Regions from separate parts of the Danio rerio genome. Here region 1 is linked to region 2. A link is a contact called in public Micro-C data. All regions are on one chromosome and are shown on one strand. Each heading gives the region's core, a stretch centred on a gene start, on an enhancer-like site or on the middle of the called end of the contact. The rest is flanking DNA. Distances are from core to core; before and after follow the strand shown.

Region 1 (3,548 bases), core at 654-3,153, 200 kb before region 2:
TTCAACATCAGGCAGTCTTATCCGTGAGGTTAAAGCCCTGCCATAAAGGCATGAAAGAGGTGTGAGGAGGACGTCACCAGTGGGGCCTGGGACAGGAGCCAAAGAGAACGAGCTGATCCACAACTCTCCAGAACATCGGCATTGCCAAATAGCACAGTGCTGGATTTATATACAAATTTTTTTTCTAAAGAGCTCAATTAATGTTTTGCAGTTTTCTATTAACGTTTTTTTTTTTCCAGAAGGGCATCTGTGACTGTAAAGTGTAAATTATATTATATTATATTATATTATATTATATTATATTATATTATATTATATTATATTATATTATTCATTTTTTTCGGCTTAGTCCCTTTTTTAATCCAGGGTCGCCATAGCAGAATGAATTGCCAACTTAACACGTGTTTTATGCAGCGGATGCCCTTCCATATATTATATTAATATATGGTAAATATATTATATTACATTAATTTATATTAATTACAATATATTATATTATATTATATTTCCCCAGTGATGGGTTGCAGCTGGAAGGGTATCCGCTGTGTAAAACATATGCTGGATAAGTTGGTGGTTCATTCCACTGTAATGACCCCAGATTAATAAAGCGACTAAGCCAAGAAAATGATGAATGAATGAATGAATGAATGAATGAATGAATGAATGAATGAATGATATTATATTATATTATATTATATTATCAAACGTGAGTTTTGGTCATCAAATTGCATATACTTCATATTTATAAAGTACCATATTTTCACATATGTAAAAAAGTCCTATATAATATTATGCATATTGTTCACGCACATGCTTTAAAAAATCAGTTAAAATATATTCTTTTTAATTAAAGAAAATTAGTAGATAATTTGGGTAATATAATATTCCTTAACATTTTAATAAATTCTAAAACATAATTCAGTAATATTTAACACATATAAATCTATCAAATACAAACTCTACAGTATATAATTGGATCTATGATCCTGCAGTTAGAACATACACGTTTTCTCCTCAATTATTTCAATACACCACTATACCTCACCTTAATTAATTATTTCCTTTAATTATATAATTACATAATAATGCATGCAATAATAGCTACTTAACACCCATCAGACAACAGGCACTCCTTTTGCGATACCTAAAGACATTCTCATTTCCACCGAATCAGCAGGCACACTTATCAGACAAGAAGTAGTTATTTGAAAATCAATCTCCAAGCACAGGCGTCCTCATCACGTCCTCATAATAAAGAAACTTTCAGCTGGGACATTTTTACTTTCAAGTACATATGGGGGGAACTAAATAGACACAATAAACAGATGACAGGAAAGCAAAAGGAGCTGGAGGCACTGATCCACTACAGACGTGCAAGAGTTCAAACATCTGTGGTAAATGATAAACCAGGTTACTACTACACGGGACAGGTCGTACTCAACCGGTTGTTGTCTTGTAAACAGTCGTCCCGGGTGACGCAGGGCAGCTCGTAAAGTACAAAATTGCACAGTGTGAATATAAAGATTGTTCTGATATGTGGACAGGTTTTCTACATCGATTTCAACACACACCCACTGACAAACCCTTTCTGACTCAGGTGAGAATCATCTTTTGCTGTATATTCAGGTCCTAAGCACGTACGCCGTGAACTGCACTTAACATTTTCTCACATTTCAATATAGTGTAAAAACATAAGCTACTTTAAAAATATTTAAAACTACTCACAGGTTATGTCTCGTAGGGTTGCGTATATGGGTTGTTTGACGGTTTTTTATGTCCAGTATAAGTCAGACAAGTGTTGTGGGTAATCCCTGTGTATCTTCATAAGATATTCCCCGCAAAATATTAAACAAATCGCACGTGTAGTTGAAAATTCTGCCGCTCAACTTGCCGCTTTCATCATGGAAAGCAACGAGCTGGAAACTATTTATATAGGCTGTCCACGTCAGACCGAAGGCTCTGCCCACTGTCTTAAAGGAGCCGTTCAGTCAGACCTTATATGGCTTGTGACAACCAGAATGCTTGGTGCTCATATGTAGGTAATTACTTAAAGGGCACCTGTGATGAAAATCATCTGAAAAAAAGCTGTTTGGACAGAACTGTGTGTAGGTATAATGTGTCCACAGTCATACTGGGGTGATATAAAGACAATAAGCTGTTTAATAAAAATAATTCACGTTAAAATTGGACCAAATCCCCCCCATTTTGAGACCCAATGCAAGGTGATGTAGGAGTGCGATTTCCCTGCCTACCAAATTGATCGACAGCTGTTTTTAAACAGCCGTTTTGAATGTTTTTAAAAGATGTTTGTAATGAGTTACAGTAATTTTACTGTCTTTATCACCACAGCTGCATGTCCATATGAAGGAAGACACGTCAAGTTTGTGGATGTTAAGACGGATGACCATACAGCAGTGGATATTAATGTGTATCATGTCACATTTGTCATGCAAAAACAGTGCAAAGCTAAACGTGCGCACTGTGTGTGTGGGTGTGGGTGTGAGATCATCAATGCAGAAAAGGCTTAAATTAACTCCACAACAAATTCATCAAATAATAATTGGGAAAGCTCTAACTAGTATTTCTCACAAACGCTATGTGAGGTCTGCTTCCATCATGTCTGTCACTGTGCTGTTCATCTGATGCAGCCAAGATGAAAATTAAGGCAAACTCAGACAGGCATGTGGAAAAGCTGGGCAGGGCGAACTAGCATTGAAAACACAGGCAACAAAAACAGCTACAGTGTGTTCAAAGCAGAAAATCAAATATTCTGAAAGGTATAATAAATAATCTGATGGGTGTTTTGAGCTGAAACTTTACAGACACATTCGGAAGACACAAAAGACTCATCTTAAATCTTGTAAAAGGGGTAAAATGTGTGCCCTATAAAAAGTAGGTGCTGTCCTGTATTGAAAAATAAAAATGAGAAGAAATTACAATCCCAGTTTAGCATGATAATAATATAAACACTATACATTCACAGTGATGAGCAATGAAGTAATAATCCCACTGCTCTGCATGTTGTGGCTCAAATCGAATGTTGTTGTGTTTATTGTATTTGGCTTTGGGCTCATTTATTTCATAAAGCCAAATATGTAAATCAAAGGCGGCAACACCAAGGCTCCAACACTTGGAGCCTTGGTGTTGCCGCCTTTGATTTACATTTAATTTGCACTTTTTGCGGTTTCGACAGTTTTTTTATAAAGCCAAATATGGCCATTAGGTTTGCCTTTTTTTGTGGGAAATCATTCCAGAATACAGTTATGTAACCCAATGTTATGGCTGTTTGGCTGTTATGTAGTGAGAAAATCCTCCAGATGTCTCTTTCTCCTGATGTTACTTTTTAAGATTGATATTTTCATGTGTAGAAACAAATTGATCAACATCTCTGTAGATGAGAAACTGTTTTTGAAAGTAGTAAGGTTTGTAAAATGAGTAGATTCTGCCTTCTATAGTGTGTAACTACACTGTTTATTAATGTAAAATCTGCAAATCTTCAAAGATCAAAGTGTACAATAAATGGATTTATTGTCTCCCAAAAGAAAGAA
Region 2 (3,228 bases), core at 19-2,518:
AATGTAATTATACATTCATAAACTCAAAAGAATATCCCTTATTGTTTTGCAAAGAGCAGTTTACCTCCTCTAAACCCACAACCCATAGGAAACAGTGCCTTTTCAAAGCAATGACCGCTAAAATGAGGGGTTAGGCATGGGCTTTCTTGGAATTGAGAGCAATAAGCGTTGGGGGATGGGGTGGTACTTGTGACAAAGGCCCAAGTGGGCCGCTTATTCTCGCATATGGTGCACATAAGAAGCAAATGTACCTTGTCAGAGTTACCTGTACAGCAGGTACAAATCCTGTCAACAACCCCCAACGCATCGCATCATTCTGCCGCTCGCGCACCTGCACTTGAGAGTCAAAAACCGCGTGAGCCACTTAGCTCGCTGCAAAACACATTCATAAGATGAGTTATAGACAGCAATTGCACGCTTACTATAGAGGCAATCGTGGGATTTTAAAACGCTGGAGTTCGCAGTATAGCAAATCGATGCTAACAATGGAGAGGGTTACATAAACAGGTTGAGTGATCAGTGATCTAACCGGAGAGGCAAAACAATAACCGGGTACCTCACACCCCCACGAGTTGGATTCGGCATTTGATGCATTTTTTCCTAGCGTGAATCTTGAGATAGTTTTAAGACTGGGATTTGTGCAGATATGCGGGCACTCAGATTATCTTGCTATCTATCTAGGCTAGCGTTCTAGGAGTACGTTATGTTAGCTTGCCAAAAACGAAGCTTGTTAGCTTAGCGCAACCTTCGTGCAAATCATGAAGGAAGGATGAAAAATAACCCAAACCATATGACGGGAGAAGTGGCCAACTTTTCCGCAAGGATGAGTTGGTTTCTTTTATCCCCGGCTCGTGATGCGCGCATGGAGCGCATTGTCTCGCGCATGCCGTTAGCTGGCTCTTCCTAAAGTGGCCAGATGATATTTACAGGCAAATTGTTGCGCCTGGCTATCTGACTTGAGCGGTAAAAACTTGACTTTAGCTAACAGTGACACTGTTCTTGTGGACACGTTAGCTAGTTAGCATTAGCTAGGTACATAAGTATGCAGAACTCACCACATCCGATATTACTTGGCCTCTCCACGGTACTGAATACAGAAATACCTCGCGGGCAAAAGATAAACAACAAAAAGGTCAAATCAAACCGTTTCTGTAACTTTATCCCTGGAAGTGGCGGGAGCTCCGTGACTTTCCAGTGTGAGGGGAGGCTGGACGGTTGCCTGACCGGCTATTCCCTGTACCGTTAACAGTTCGGCAAGTATTCTTCAGTTCATGAGCGTAGAACCAACATGTGCAGAGTTTGAGTTGAGACTGTGCCACTATTCAAGATACAGGGGAATAACACAAACGCGTGTATGTATTTGAGAAGTCAGATGCTTTAACGCAATACATTACCGGATGGTAATGTTTTATATATATATTTAGTAGCATGTAATGATGTGTAATGATGAAAACCGTTCACAGAACTTGTCGAAAACGTTATTTCGACACTGATATCCCCTATCGACCTATACAATAGACGCGCCCTAAGCTTGGGTCGCGCTATCCACCATGGGAAAAGTAGTTTTTAGTGTATGAAATGTGCGTCAATTTGCTTTTGGGAAGAACATGGAATTTTATCGTCATCATCAACAACAAAAACAAGTTTCATCATCAACAGCAAGTTTTTAAGGTGAATTTATATGAACGCCTAAGGAAAATTACGTACTGTACAAATTAATTAAAAATGTTCTCAGCGCTTTGCATTCACTTTATAATTTGAAATGACTATCAAATTAATAGGAAAAGTTACACATTCAATTGTTTCAATTTGAATGAGCATCAATAGCAGCAAAACGCACAGCTTTGTCGTTGTGATTCCTTTTCAAAGCTTACAAAAGGATTTCTGGAAATATTAATAGTTCAGAAGAAGCTGACTACTTAAGACAGGGGTGTCCAAACTTTTTGGGCCGAGGGCCAGATGCAAAGAAAACAACGTTGTCGCGGGCCAAATTTTACACACATCACACAGACACGCATATATATATATATATATATATATATATATATATATATATATATATATATATATATATATATATATATATATATATATATATATATATATATATACAGTTGAAGGCAGAATTGTTAGCCCCCGTTTATTTTTTCCCCAATTTCTGTTTAACGGAGAGAAGATTTTTTTCCACACATTTCTAAACATATTAGTTTTAGTAACTCATTTCTAATAACTGATTTATTTTATCTTTGCCATGATGACAGTAAATAATATTTGACTAGATATTTTTAAGACACTTCTATACAGCTTAAAGTGACATTTAAAGGCTTAACTAGGTTAATCAAGTTACAAGTTAAGGTAATTAGGCAAGTTATTTTATTACAATGGTTTGTTCTGAAGACTTAAGGGGCTAATAATTTTGACCTTTATGAAATGGTTCATAAAAAAATTAAAACCGCTTTTATTCTAGCCGAAATACAACAAATAAGTCTTTCTCCAGAAGAAAAAAATATTATCAGACATACTTTGAAAATGTCCTTGCTCTGTTAAACATCATTTGGGAAATATTTAAAAAAGAAGAAATAAATCAAAGAGTGGCTAATAATTCAGACTTCAACTGTGTGTATATAGATAGATAGACAGACAGACAGACATAGATAGATAGATAGATAGATAGATAGATAGATAGATAGATAGATAGATAGATAGATAGATAGATAGATCATAACAAGAACTGCTGCTTAATTGAATGCATGTAATAGCGACACCCGGTGGTTATTTATTGAATTACGTTCATTTTTGTATAGCGGGCCAGATGCTATTGATATTTATAAAAAGCCTCGTGGGCCGCCACAAAACTGATTGCGGGCCGCAGATGGCCCGCGGGCCGTAGTTTGGACACGCCTGACTTAAGAAGAAGGTGTAAATAAATCCAAAACATACAGTACTATAAACACCAAGGTAAATGATACTTGGAAGTCTGTAAACAAAGTTTGACAATACTGGATAGAAAAGACCTGACCCCTGACGTAGAGGACATTGTTTCTTGTAAAAGAAGTTAAGCAGGCCTATTTGTTGCAGCTTTTGACTCTGTATTGAAAAGGTATGTCTTGTTCAGCATAGATGAGCTGACCTACAGTACAGCAAGTGACAGTGCTATAAAACATTCCTTTGCATTATTACCCTGTAAGAATAGTGTTATATCTTAAAAATCCTTAAAGGAATAGTTCA

Evidence for each region. Hi-C and Micro-C count contacts between places; a contact is called where the count stands out from the background.
Region 1: a contact with region 2 is called in a Micro-C map of caudal fin, with 2.6 times the contacts expected there. The contact joins the promoter of errfi1b here to the promoter of uba1 in region 2. A contact is called at or near these places in 1 of 18 Hi-C or Micro-C datasets (caudal fin) and 1 of 4 datasets of contacts at active chromatin or transcription factors (embryo).

Annotation. Positions count from the first base shown.
Region 1 is chr23:23,740,232-23,743,779 of GRCz12tu, reverse strand. It overlaps errfi1b (ERBB receptor feedback inhibitor 1b), which reads right to left and starts at 1,903. Exons shown (of 4, transcript XM_689863.10): 1 at 1,726-1,903.
Region 2 is chr23:23,543,491-23,546,718 of GRCz12tu, reverse strand. uba1 (ubiquitin-like modifier activating enzyme 1) reads right to left here and starts at 1,268. Exons shown (of 26, transcript NM_213062.1): 1 at 1,145-1,268.